2 separate regions of the Mus musculus genome follow, and region 2 is linked to region 1. A link is a contact called in public HiChIP or PLAC-seq data. All regions are on one chromosome and are shown on one strand. The core of a region is the stretch at or near the end of the contact, and the rest is flanking DNA. Distances in the headings are between cores, read along the strand shown.

The links. HiChIP or PLAC-seq counts read pairs in DNA pulled down with a chosen protein or histone mark.
Region 2: an H3K4me3 HiChIP or PLAC-seq map of embryonic stem cells shows a contact between it and region 1, with 3 times the contacts expected there. The contact joins the promoter of Scoc here to the promoter of Ucp1 in region 1. A contact is called at or near these places in 11 of 39 promoter capture datasets (the C10 cell line, the HPC-7 cell line, HPC-7-derived erythroid cells and 8 more), 2 of 15 datasets of contacts at CTCF or cohesin (large pre-B cells and pro-B cells), 6 of 484 Hi-C or Micro-C datasets (CD4 T cells, the G1E-ER4 cell line, LSK cells and 2 more), 2 of 115 datasets of contacts at active chromatin or transcription factors (embryonic stem cells and large pre-B cells) and 2 of 9 other capture datasets (macrophages and pancreatic islet).

The regions. Positions count from the first base shown.
Region 1 is chr8:83,285,188-83,292,179 of GRCm38.p6, forward strand. Ucp1 (uncoupling protein 1 (mitochondrial, proton carrier)) reads left to right here and starts at 5,161. Exons shown (of 6, transcript NM_009463.3): 1 at 5,161-5,521; 2 at 6,215-6,413. The coding sequence starts at 5,396.
Region 2 is chr8:83,439,547-83,446,149 of GRCm38.p6, forward strand. Scoc (short coiled-coil protein) reads right to left here and starts at 3,116. Exons shown (of 4, transcript NM_019708.4): 1 at 2,876-3,116.

The DNA of each region.
Region 1 (6,992 bases), core at 3,911-6,410:
TGTTGTATAAGCACAGTAGATGTGAAGCACCCACTCACACTGCATCAGCAATCAGGAAGCAGAGAAAGACAAATGCTGGACCTCAGCTTGCTTTCTCTTTCTGTCTCTGACGTTGCAGGGAAAGTATGTGTTGGTTGTAGGACCCTCCACTGCAGACTCCTGACACAGCTAATGTGGTCCTGATCTATCAGGGAGCCGTGCTCACAGGAGACTAGCTACTGGCAAGTCCCTGAGCCTCCATACTCAGTCACATATGTGGAGTCATAGACTCTGTATCACTAACTGGCCACATAAGCTCCTAGAGAATTTTGTTCATAGAGGCGGGTCTCCGGTTCATCCCAGACTGCCAAATAGGGCTGGAAATGGGCCAACAAACACAGATGTCCCAAAGAACGTTCCCAGTGTCACCTTAATTTCTCTTTGCTCCTTCCCCCACTGCCTGTCACGTTCACACTCAGAGTGCAACCCCTCACCTTTTACCAAGTCCTTTCCACCGTGCAGGACGCACCATTCGGCAGCTTCCAGTTGTCTGGGAACTTCCAGTTGAAGGGATGATGGAAGGAGAGAGACCTGGAACAGATCTGCGACCTCTAACCTGCCAAGCATGGCCTCATCTGAACAGGAACCACTGAGCACAAGGAGGCTGAAGACCGACTCTTAGCTGGAGTGTCCCCAGCTCACCTCCAAGTTGTTCCTGGTTGCTCTCAATAACGCTTTCTGAGAGCTGGGTTGGCTTCTCCTACCTAAGATCTAAATCCAAAGGTGGGCAGAACCATGCCTGGAGGATTCCAGAGTGAGAGAGATGTTAAGTGATGTTAAGTGATGTTAAGCTGAAACCTTAAGTTCAATGTTGACGTGCCCTACAGCCTACTAAGTAGTCATTAAATTTATTAGTTAAAAATGTAATTGCAGTTGGGTAGTGGTGGTGCACACCTTTAATCCCAGCTCTGAAGAGGCAGAGGCTGGGAGATCTCTTGAATTTGAAACCAGCCTGGTCTACAGAACAAGCTCCAGGACAGCCAGGGCTACAGAAAAACAAAACAAAAGAAAATAACCATTTGTTCACTCCTTTCCAGGTACATCCAGTCTTAACTGTGCTAAAATCATTGCTAGTGTTCTTTATCTGAATCCTCCTAATGTGGCTGCAGCTATGGTTATTGTCCCATTCATTTCACTGACAAGAACAGAGAAGCTTAAAAAGCCTGAAGAGATTGCCCAAGTTCTCACAGACAGACAGGGCTCAAATGTATATGCGGAGAGTTCTGACAATCAAGTCACACTCTGAATTCATATTACAGCATGTTGTCTGAAATGTGATACCAACAGCAATAGAAGAGGCATGGCCCCAAGCAGCTCTGTTCCTTCTCAGGCCACTGCCCAACACACCACGGTCATGCTTAATGGTGATCAACCCACCTATAGTGACATTCTCTGCCCTGATCCTTTCCCTCAATTCCATGTGAACGAATCTACCCTCACCCACTGGATCTGGGGACAGAAATATCTTCTTCTAGATGTTGTTTGTTTGTTTGTTTGTTTGTCTGTTTGATTGATTTCCCCCTCCATTGGCCTCAAACCCTATGAGTTTCATTTTCCTAAATTGTTTATGTCATCTTTCTGTCTTTTTCATCAAGTGCTACTGAAGAAGTTTTTAGTCATATAGGTATGTATGCCTCGGTATGTATATACCACATGTGTGAGGGTGCCCCTGGAGGCTAGACGAGGGCATTGGATGCCCTGAGGCTGGTATTGTAGATGGTTTTGAGCTAACCAACTAGGAAGCAAACCCAGAGCCTCCTCTCCAGCAGTGAGTGCTCCTCACCAGAGCCTCTCCGTGCTCCTCACCAGAGCCTCTCCATGAGCAGTGAGTGTTCCTCACCAGAGCCTCTCCACGAGCAGTGAGTGTTCCTCAACACTGCATCATCTTTCTGGCCCCACTTACTAAAGAGTTTTATAAGTGTCTTTTGTGGCCTTTGTAAATCTCTTAGAAATATAAAGAAATCAACAACAAAAATATACATTGGACATAACTTAGTGAAAGATATATTGGGAGTCCTAATAATTATTATACATCTTCAAATCATGGGAAAGTGCGATGTCACATAAACGTCTTCATCGTTCCGTGCACACTGCCAAATCATCTCAAAATCAGCATGCCAATTTATAGTGCCGTCACTAACAGTACTGATACTTTAACATGCTAAGTTTAAAGTGTGTGCTATATTAATTGTAAGATTGGTGAAGAGAGGTGTTATCAGATGGAAGCTGCACATTTCTGGATTAATGTGGTTAAATGTATCTTCTCCTGTGATTACTGTCTTTATTTCTTCTTTTAAAATATTGTCATTTGGACATCTATCTGTATAGCTACGCCCTGACACGTCCTCCTGGAGACAGATAAGAAGTTACGACGGGAGGAGCAGATGGAGGCAAAGCGCTGTGATGCTTTTGTGGTTTGAGTGCACACATTTGTTCAGTGATTCTGTGAAATGAGTGAGCAAATGGTGACCGGGTGCCCTGTAAATGGTGTTCTACATCTTAAGAGAAGAACACGGACACTAGGTAAGTGAAGCTTGCTGTCACTCCTCTACAGCGTCACAGAGGGTCAGTCACCCTTGACCACACTGAACTAGTCGTCACCTTTCCACTCTTCCTGCCAGAAGAGCAGAAATCAGACTCTCTGGGGATATCAGCCTCACCCCTACTGCTCTCTCCATTATGAGGCAAACTTTCTTTCACTTCCCAGAGGCTCTGGGGGCAGCAAGGTCAACCCTTTCCTCAGACTCTAGAACCACTCCCTGCCTTGAGTTGACATCACGGGGCCTCCTTGAGCGAGAATTTCATTCTGCCATATGCCACATTTTGGGCTCAGGAGTTCAGGAAAGCCTTTGCTGGGTAATAATTCTTTCTATTCACATCACAGAAATGACTTGATGTGTGGAGCTGAGTAGCCGAAGGGTTCAGGGTGGTCGGGACCTTGGTGAGAAACAACAGAAGCTCCTATCTGGTCCCTCTCAAGCATACCATCCTCAAGGGCATTTGATTTTTTTATGCCGTGGCCCAGGGCTCCGAGTGCCACTCCTCTTAGACCATAGCTGTGGTTCCCAGGGCTCCGAGTGCCACTCCTCTTAGACCATAGCTGTGGTTCCCAGGGCTCCGAGTGCCATTCCTCTAAGACCATAGCTTGGTTCCTCATGCTTTGTTCCTGTCTCCTTTCAATCCGGCTGTGCTCATTCCCACAGAAAGTTACCAGTTCCTTCACTACCCTACTAACCACCTCCGATACCTCTCAGCTTTGATTCTCTGATGCAAGTAGCATGACGCTTCCTATGGGATCATGATGCAAGCAGCATGATGTTTTAATGAAAACATCAATGCCATTTTCTCCTAATAATCCTAAAACGGAAAGTTGCCATCTTATAAAGAGTATTTACTTGCCAACTGCTTTGTGACAATCAAGTGGAAACATTGCCAAGACTGCGGCCATCTTCTCAAGTGTAGAGTCATTTTCTAATAATCTCTGACTCCATAGTAACCCTTTCTTAAGCTGTATTATCTGGTTAGATGTGTCATTCATGTGAGCACAGTTTACGATCTACCAAGCCCTGCACAACATATAAGATGAACTCACATGCAGAAAGGATGCTCACAGACTGCCGTTTATTATACTGTTGTTGCTGCTGCTGTTTGGGGGTTTATTCTAGCCTCGGCAGCCCTGGCTGTCCTAGAACTCACTCTGTAGACCAGGCTGGCCTCAAACTCACAAAGACCCCTTGCTGCTTTGGCCTCTGCCTCCCTGGTGCTGGGATTAAAGGTGTGTGTCACCACCACTAGGCTGCTTATTACACTTTTCATCCATAGGTCTTGCAGCTTCCTGCCCCTGCCCCTCTTTTCTCCCCGCCCCCCATTCAGTTTCCCAGCCCCCAGGCATTCTGCTCCCCTCCATATCATTGTCTTCACACACACCACTGACTGCTCATCACTGCTGTTCTGGCTCAAGTTCCAGGTGTGTATTTTATTGTGGAAGCTCCCAGGACTAGGTTCTTGCTTAGTGTGCACGCTTGCCCCTTTAAATGTGGTGTCCAGGGGTGTTGTCTCTTACATGCCCCAATCCAGGAGATGAGTCCCACCTCCTTCACTCTCCTGGGACCACGCTGAGTAGCAGAACCTGGCCAACCAGGGAGGATACAGAGAACAGGCATCGGCTCCAGCCTGCTCTCTTTCTCACCATTTCTTACGTAGTATTTTTTTTAAAGCTTTTCAAATACAAATCTTTGCTCAAAGATAGAAGTAAGAAACACCCCCCCCCCACACACACACACACCAACAAACCACCTTACAATGTCTGAACTGGCACTAGGGATAACAAGAGTTCAAATCTGGGACTATATTTGACACAATCACAAACCAAAGCTAGAGGACTTTCTCAGGGTCACGAAGCTGGTCAGATGGCTTGGTTGCATCTGCAGCCAACCAACCCTCTGTCCTTCCAGGGCTCCTGCTAAGAACTATTCAAAGGAGCAAGGGCTGGCTTATGAGCTTAGTTGATCTCGCCCAACTAAAAGTGACCACACGATGCACTCACTTTCTCGAAAAAGTTTAGGGCGTTATTAGTTTTTGCATGGATTCCCTCCCCTCCCACATCCTCATCCCCACCCCATCCAGTCACCCAAATCTGAAGGTGACATTTGAAAAGGAATGTAAAGAAAGGGACATTCAGAATTGAAAGGAGAAGAATCAGTAGCCAAGTAGATGCATGGGAAGGGGGCCCGGGACTGGGACGTTCATCCTACAGCTATTCTAGCTGTGGAACTTTTCAGCAAAATCTCGGAGGAGATCAGATCGCGCTTATTCAAGGGAACCAGCCCCTGCTCTGCGCCCTGGTCCAAGGCTGTTGAAGAGTGACAAAAGGCACCACGCTGCGGGGACGCGGGTGAAGCCCCTCTGTGTGTCCTCTGGGCATAATCAGGAACTGGTGCCAAATCAGAGGTGATGTGGCCAGGGCTTTGGGAGTGACGCGCGGCTGGGAGGCTTGCGCACCCAAGGCACGCCCCTGCCAAGTCCCACTAGCAGCTCTTTGGAGACCTGGGCCGGCTCAGCCACTTCCCCCAGTCCCTCCTCCGGCAAGGGGCTATATAGATCTCCCAGGTCAGGGCGCAGAAGTGCCGGGCAATCTGGGCTTAACGGGTCCTCCCTGCCCGAGCAAGAGGAAGGGACGCTCACCTTTGAGCTGCTCCACAGCGCCGCCTCTGCACTGGCACTACCTAGCCCAGGTGGCTCTGCAGGAGTCCGAAGTCGCGGGTTTCGTGCCCGCATCAGGCAACAGTGCCACTGTTGTCTTCAGGGCTGAGTCCTTTTGTTCTTGCACTCACGCCTCTCTGCCCTCCAAGCCAGGATGGTGAACCCGACAACTTCCGAAGTGCAACCCACCATGGGGGTCAAGATCTTCTCAGCCGGAGTTTCAGCTTGCCTGGCAGATATCATCACCTTCCCGCTGGACACTGCCAAAGTCCGCCTTCAGGTAGAGTTAGTGACATTGATGAGGCTTCTCCAAGCAGGACTGCTGTGGGCATCCCTGTGATGTGTGCTACGGTTTAACCACTCTTCCTCAGGGTGGCTCTGTCTTGGGAATGGGTGCTATTAGGAAGGAAATGGGGCCCTTGGATTGGCTGAAGAACCGCTGTTGATGGGTTAAAAATGGCCTCTGCCAAATCCTTCATAAGGCAATGGTGTCCTGAGCATGTGGGGTCTAAATAATAATAATAATTCAAATCCCTCAGAGTTTACAGGCCTGGCGCTTTTACCTTTCTTTGATTTGGGGCACGGGGTGGTGTACTATCCCATCCTGCTTTTAGGGGCTCTGGAGATTTCCTGGGTACCTTGTTTAGGTGTTTGGAGCCTGCATTGTAGCAAGCTCCACCTCTGAGATGGATAGATGATAGATAGATTAGATAGAAAGAAAGATAGATAGATAGATAGATAGATAGATAGATAGATAGATAGATAGATAGATAGATAGACAGAGACAGAGGGAGAGATGAGAATATGGGGTAGTATGCAAGAGAGGTGTTGAGAAGGGGAAATTATAAAAAAGATACTTACCTAGGGTATACACCAGTTTTTTTTTTTTTTTTTTAGTCCCCCTGTCAGGTGGGATCCCCCCTTCCTTAATGGACAGCCACTTCTCTCTGACCCACACTTTTCTGATTTCCAGATCCAAGGTGAAGGCCAGGCTTCCAGTACCATTAGGTATAAAGGTGTCCTAGGGACCATCACCACCCTGGCAAAAACAGAAGGATTGCCGAAACTGTACAGCGGTCTGCCTGCGGGCATTCAGAGGCAAATCAGCTTTGCCTCACTCAGGATTGGCCTCTACGACTCAGTCCAAGAGTACTTCTCTTCAGGGAGAGAAAGTAAGGAAATATGCATACCAGTTCTTCACCTGTTTATATCTGTGAAAACCAACTGGCCAGTGAGGAAAGTTTGTGTTTCTTCATGGACAATGTGGGTGGGCTATAAAGCAACGCTCAATGTAGACTTTCCCAAACAGCACGGTCCCAGAGAAGCTTAGAGAGCTTTGTGTAAAGTCAGAAAGAGACCACCACGCTCCCTGAGTCTGCGTGGGTGTCTAAGTAAAACACATCTTCACAGAGCAAAGGTCTGATGTTAAAGGTTAGCAAGAGCAGATAAACCTAGAGTGGCCCATCCGGGGGACTTTCTGCAAATTCTTTAATCAGTCACTGGTTATATCAGGCTCCACAGTAATCAGATATATTCTGTGAGTGTTCCTCGTTCTACATTCTGCTTCTTCAGTTGATCTAGTAAGCTTTGTTGAACTTCCTGTGCTCGGTTGGCCAATGAAAGTTGCCACTCTAGACAGGAGCCTCCAGTTCAGCTGACTACACAACCATGACATATGCTGTGTTGCAAGCTACCACAGAATGGGCACAGTGAAGAGGCATGATCATTCAAGACTCGTGAAGAGTTGATAT
Region 2 (6,603 bases), core at 1,866-4,365, 150 kb after region 1:
TCCAGTAGTACTATGTCCAATTTTCTGAGGAACCACCAAACTGATTGGGAAAGGATCTTTACCAATCCTAAATCCGATAGGGGACTAATATCCAATATATACAAAGATCTCAAGAAGCTGGACTCTTGAAAAATCAAATAGCCCTATTAAAAATGGGGTACAGAGCTAAACAAAGAATTCTCAATTGAGGAATGCCGAATGGCTGAGAAGCACCTGAAAAAAATGTTCAACATCCTTAATCATCAGGGAAATGCAAATCAAAACAACCCTGATATTCCACTTCACTCCAGTCAGAATGGATAGGATCAAAAATTCAGGTGATAGCAGATGCTGGCAAGGATGTGAAGAAAGAGGAACACTCCTCCATTTCTGGTGGGATTGCAAGCTGGTACAACCACTCTGGAAATCAGTTTGGTGGTTCCTCAGAAAATTGGACATAGTACTACTGGAAGATCCAGCAATATCTCTCCTGGGCATATATCCAAAAGATGTTCCAACTGGTAATAAGGACACATGCTCCACTATGATCATAGCAGCCTTATTTATAATAGCCAGAAGCTGGAAAGAACCCAGATGTCCCTCAACAGAAGAATGGATACAGAAAATGTGGTACATTTACACAACGGAGTACTACTCAGTTATTAAAAACAATGAATTTATGAAATTCTTAGGTAAATGGATGGATCTGGAGGATATCATCCTGAGTGAGGTAATCTAATCTCACACACTGATAAATGGATATTAGCCCAGAAACTTAGAATACCCAAGATACAATTTGCAAAACACATGAAACTCACAAAGAAGGAAGACCATAGTGTGGGTACTTCATTCCTTTTTAGAATGGGGAACCAAATACCCAAGGAAGGAGTTACAGAGACAAAGTTCAGAGCAGAACCTGAAGGAACGACCATCCAGAGACTGCCCCATCCCATGTTTATGGGATCCATCCTATAAACAATCACCAAACCCAGACACTAGGCAGTTGCCAACAAGAACCTGCTGACAGAAGCCTGATATGGCTGTCTCCTGTGAGGCTCTGCCAGTGCCTGGCAAATACAGAAGTGGATGCTCATAGTCATGCTTTGGACTGAGCACAAGGTTCCCAATGAAGGAGCCAGAGAAATACCCAGAGAACTGAAGGAGACTGAAGCCCCATAGGAGGAACATCAATATGAACTAACCAGTAACCCCAAAGTTCCTTGGAACTAAACCACCAAAGAAAACACATGGGTAGAACTTGTGGCTCTAGCTATATACGTAGCAAAGGATGGCCTAGTCGGCCATCAATGGGAGGAGAGGCCCTTGGTCCTGTGAAGTTTCTATGACCCAGTATAGGGGAATGCCAGGACCAGGAATGGGAGTAGGTGGGTTAGGGAGCGATGGGGGAGGAGATCTTCGGAGGGAAAACTAGGAAAGGGGATAACATTTGAAATATAAAAAAAGAAAATATATAATTAAAAAAATCTCAGCCTCAGCATCCTCATCCATAAAATGGGCCTAATAACTGCATCTTATGGGTTTGTTCTGGGAATTTAATACATCCAGCTATGTGTTTGTGTACTTAGTAAGTATTCAACAGATGTTAACAGACCTTCTCATCTCTACTCTCTTGTTTTGACCACAGAAGAAACTTTAGAAAAATCATGTGGCCAAAGGCCTCATATTAGAACTCCTGGCCTAATCTGAGAGTGGCTTAATTCACATCACAGTAGTCCATCCAGAATCAAGGATATAGTCAATGTCCACTCTGCTTTTCCCATCATTCCACCTCGGCTGGCCTTAACATCTCAGATATGAGTTTGACATTTCCCTAATATCCTTTCAAACTCAACCACCAGACTTCTCTTGAACCTGCAATTAATGTTTTCCATCCATCATCCACTCACCAGCAATAGTTTTTTAAATTTAAAAGTCCAATGCACTACAGGAATGCACTGAACACTTTACATATATAGTTTTATCACAACAGAAAGAAAATGCAATTCACAGATGTGGATACTAAGCCTTATAAAGGCTAGAGGCCTTGCCTCATGTTTCATAGCCAAGATATTATTAAGGTCCTAAACTGAGTTTGAAAAACTCAACTCCTTTGGCGTTTCCACAAACAAAACAAATATAAAATTTCATCTGCATCCACTCCAGTGTGATGTTTCTAATCTGTTCATGTTCTGCTTTGACATTTTAGGGCTTTCAAAATCGATGGAAATCGAGGAACTACATCGTCAATAAGGATCAAACTTAAGTTAGATCCCCGGGGAGCTAGCTGCATCCAGTTTAATCATTGGAGCATACAGACACTAGGATTCCTACGCACAGCTTTGAGTCGCAGAAACGGATAACGGTTTGGGGACCTCTGTCCTTCTGGCTATTGCGACGTCTGTCTCTGGTGGTGTAACAGAAACCTTGGCTTTTCGGGAAACTATGATTTCTCCTTCCCAAACCTTACTCCTCAATATTTGTTCCGCAGGACGCCTGAGAAAAGCTGACAAAGAAACAAACCCAGGTTCTAGCAAAGACGTCCCACCCCAGACATGCACGGGCCACCACGCCTGCAAAGCAATCCTAGCACTCGAGAGGCTGAAGCAGAAGAATTGCGGCGAACTGGAAGGTAGCTCGGGCAGCAGAGCGTCTTCTCCTACTACCCGGTCCCATCGCACCCCCACGGCGTCCCGGTCCCGCACCGCCGGGCTCTTCCCACTGAGCCCGCGGCGTGGGGCCGGGAAGGTGGCTGCGCAGCGCTCGGCGGGATGTCGGGCCTCGCGGCGCCGCAATCCAGCACCCAGGCCGCCGCCCGGGTTCCCGTTCCATCCCGCCCCGCCCCACAGGGCCTCGGCGGTCTCCCAGGCCCAGCCCTCGCCGCCCCGAGCCGCCTCACCTTGCGTCTGAAGCGCCGGGAAGAGGCGGGATGGGTAGGAAGCCTCAGGCCGCGCGGCTCTCCGACCAACTGACAGCGTCAGCCCCGCCCTTCCCGCCCACGGAGCGTGCGCCGAGCGAGGAGGCGTCCTCCCACCAATCCTAACTGGAAATTGCACGCCTGCGCACTGGCTGCTGGACGCCTCGACAGGCCTGTGGCAGAGCACCGGGGTCCACCTTTGCCCTAACAAAAGGGCATTGACGACCAATCAGGATTTTTGGGCGTGTCCTAAAAAAGCAGCGACCAATCACGGCGCAGAAGAGAAGATGCGCCTAAGAAAGCGGTCCTCGCTGAGCATCTTTTGTCTCGCCAGGAACCTGGAAAGTGGGGTGGAAAGTCACTCTAGGTTAAAAAAAGAGAGACGGGGAGAGAGGGAGGGAAACAGAGACAGAATTTCTGGAAATTGCCGTGACCAGACTCTAGGAGAGAGATATTTCGTTCACATTCAAGAACAGAGTGAGCAGAACAGTGCAGCGCCCTCCCCCCTCGATTCTAAAAGCACGGTTTCCTTTTTCCCCACTTCTAAAATTAGATAACGCACAAAGCATATACCATTAATGGATGTTTCTCTTCGTACCCCATATTCAGGACAATTTTTAAACTTCCGTTCACCCGACCACGTCATGATTCCTTAGATCAGCAGTCTCCTGATCTCAGTCTCAGAAAACCCAAGGCTTAATTAAAATTGTGTTTCTTATTCAAGTGTACATGTACAATGCCAGACTTTGGGTTGCTAGGTGATTTTCGTGACACTTCATTATAACCTAACCTTTGAAACAAGTATCTTGCTGTTAGCGGTCAGTGACCACAGTATATTCTTACCTGCAAAGCATTCTTGCTTTGACTTTATCAAAACCTCTGAGCTGTAGAGGCCAGCTTACAAATACTTTCTTCTTGGCTTTTCTTTCTTATATAAGGTTCTATTTTTAATTGCATGAATATGTAGCGGTGTGTATGTACTTGCTTGTGCCTGTGCAAGGTGCCTGCAGATGCCAGAAGAGGGAATCAGACCCCTGGGATTGGGGTTACAGGTGGCTGTGAACCATTTGGTGAGGATGATGAGAACTCAACTCAGCTTCCCGTGAAAGAGCAATAAGTACTGTTAACTTCTGAGCCATTTCTACAACTCCCGGGTATCTTAAACCAATCAAGCAGGATTTGCTAACACGTGACCGTAATCCTTTATAAATAAAGTACCTACCATTTAGTGTTTGAGACGAAAGTATTAGGCTTGGACTACAATTCAGGATTTGAAGGAAGGAGAATATGGGAAGAGAGGGAAACCCCAGGTAACGCTAAGAGGAGTGCCAACAAAATAGAATGAATATGGGCAACATTCAAAGAAGGATGGGATTTTCCAAGATAGTGAAGAACACACTTTCTTTTCAAATGCACATGGGCCAGTCATAGAAATGGGCCTGAAAATTTGTTTTTGGTTTTAATTTTTTATTGTATGTATATTTTACTTGCATTTATTTCTCTGAAACACTTGGGTACCTGGTGCCTGAGGACGCCAGAAAAGAGTGTTGGATCTCCTGGAACTGGAGTTACAGACATTGTGAGCTGCCATGTATGTAGGCGCTGGAAATTGAACCTGGATCCTCTGGAAAAGCTGCCAGTGCTCTTAACTGCTGAACTATCTCTCCAACCCCTTCTTTTTTTTTTAATTATATGTATGTGTATATGTATGTATATGTGTGTGTGCATGTGTGCCAGTGTGCACATGAGTGATGAGCCCTCTGAACCCAAACAGGGTGTTATCTGATTCTCTGGAGCTGGAGTTACAAACTTTTGTGAGCCATGCAGCATTGGTGCTATGACCCAAACTTGTGTTCTCTACATAGGAACAGTTCTTGATCACCTCTCCAGCCCCCCAACTGATCTGTTGCCTGAAAAGAAACATCAATAAATTTAGAATAGCTTACACAGTTGGAATCATACAAATTATTTTCTCTGCCTACCTAGAAATTAAGTTTGAAATCAAGAAGAGATATTTTGAAATTCCTGAATAACTGGAAATTAAAATACATACTTCAAGCAAACTGTGAGTCATGGGGTCAGTCGTGGAAAAATATTTTAATTAGGTTTAAATATGAACATATCAAAAATATTTTAATTAATGTGAACATACCAACATATTTAATTAAGTTTAAATGTAAACATCAAAATGTGTGGATGCAGCTGAAGGAATGCTTAGGAACTTTTTTTTTTTACTATTACAGGCTTATTTGGGAAATCAAGGAAGCTTTCAAATAATAAATCTAAGTGTTCCCTTTAAGAAATTAGGAAAAGGCCAGGTGTGGTGGCGCACGCCTTTAATCTCAGCACTTGGGAGGCAGAGGCAGGCGGATTTCTAAGTTTGAGGCCAGCCTGGTCTACAGAGTGAGTTCTGTATATGTGTGTGTTCTGATGCTAAATTGAAGTCCCATCAAGCCAAGCATGTGCTTTAACACTGAATTAAAACAGTGGGTTGGGTTTTGTTTTTTGGGTTTTTTTAAATGGTAAAATTTACAATCAAGGAAAATTCGTCCAGAAAAAGAGAAGGAGACATTACAAATTACCAATATCAGTGATGAAAGCCTGTAGATGTCAAAGACTATAAAGCTACTACAGCAGCCTTGGAGCAGGATCTAGAACTTGGAGGAAACTGGTGATCCTTTGAAAGAAAAAAACACCACCAAAGCTCACAAGAACAGGTGACACCCAGAGCCCATATCTCTATTTTAAACTGTCAGTGATCTGTTCCCACAAAGAACATTCCAGATCCAGAAGGATCTGTGGTAAAATTTTCCAAATGTTTAATAAAATTCAACTCTGTACAAAGTCTTCCAGGAAACACAACAGGAGAGACCATTCTCCAACTCAATGTAAAAAGCCAGCCTCCTGCTAAGACAGTGGTTCACAACCATTTCACAGGGATCCCCTAAGAGCACTGAAAAATGCTGCGGGAAATATTAAAAAAAAAAAAAAAAAAAAAAACCAACGAACCGGCATGTTCCCGAGTTTGTGCCTCTGCCTCGGTGGCCTGGCTGGTCATGAACTGATAGGCAATAGACATTTCTGAAAACCAGGCTATCTATACAAAGTAATCTGGACTGTTCTCCGTTAACTACTCTCAGCCATTTCTAATTAAAATAACTGAAAACACCCTAGCAATAAACTCAGAGCCATGAATTTGTTATTTGGCCCTTAACTCACAAGTTTAGTCCTCTCAGATCAGTTTTATAATAACAGTAATAGAAGGGCTGGGTCTAAGCCCTGTACTTTAAAATTTTTAGTATCAATAGAAGAAATTTATACCAATGAAAACCTTGACTTTGCATCAAAATAAATTCTGTACCAAAATAAGAAATTATGACTTCAGCTTAGTAACAATTAAAAAGATTTCTACCAAATGAGATTATGGCTATGCAATCAATTCTAGCTATTCCTCCCTGCTCCAATTATGGCCATTTCTACATTCACTAGAAACACAACCTATAATAACCCCCTCCAGCCCCAAAGCCCAGGGAACTGGGATGACAACTCTTCATAACTTCTTCAAGCTGAATATGGGCTTTGAGATATTTTTGAGGTGGGGGCAGAAGGGTAGGGAAAATGGAGGAGTTGGTTGACCTTAAGAAGGCCACACCAATGATTGTATTAGTCTCTGATGTCTGTGTCCTGACTGGATCCAGCTGAAAGTCCAA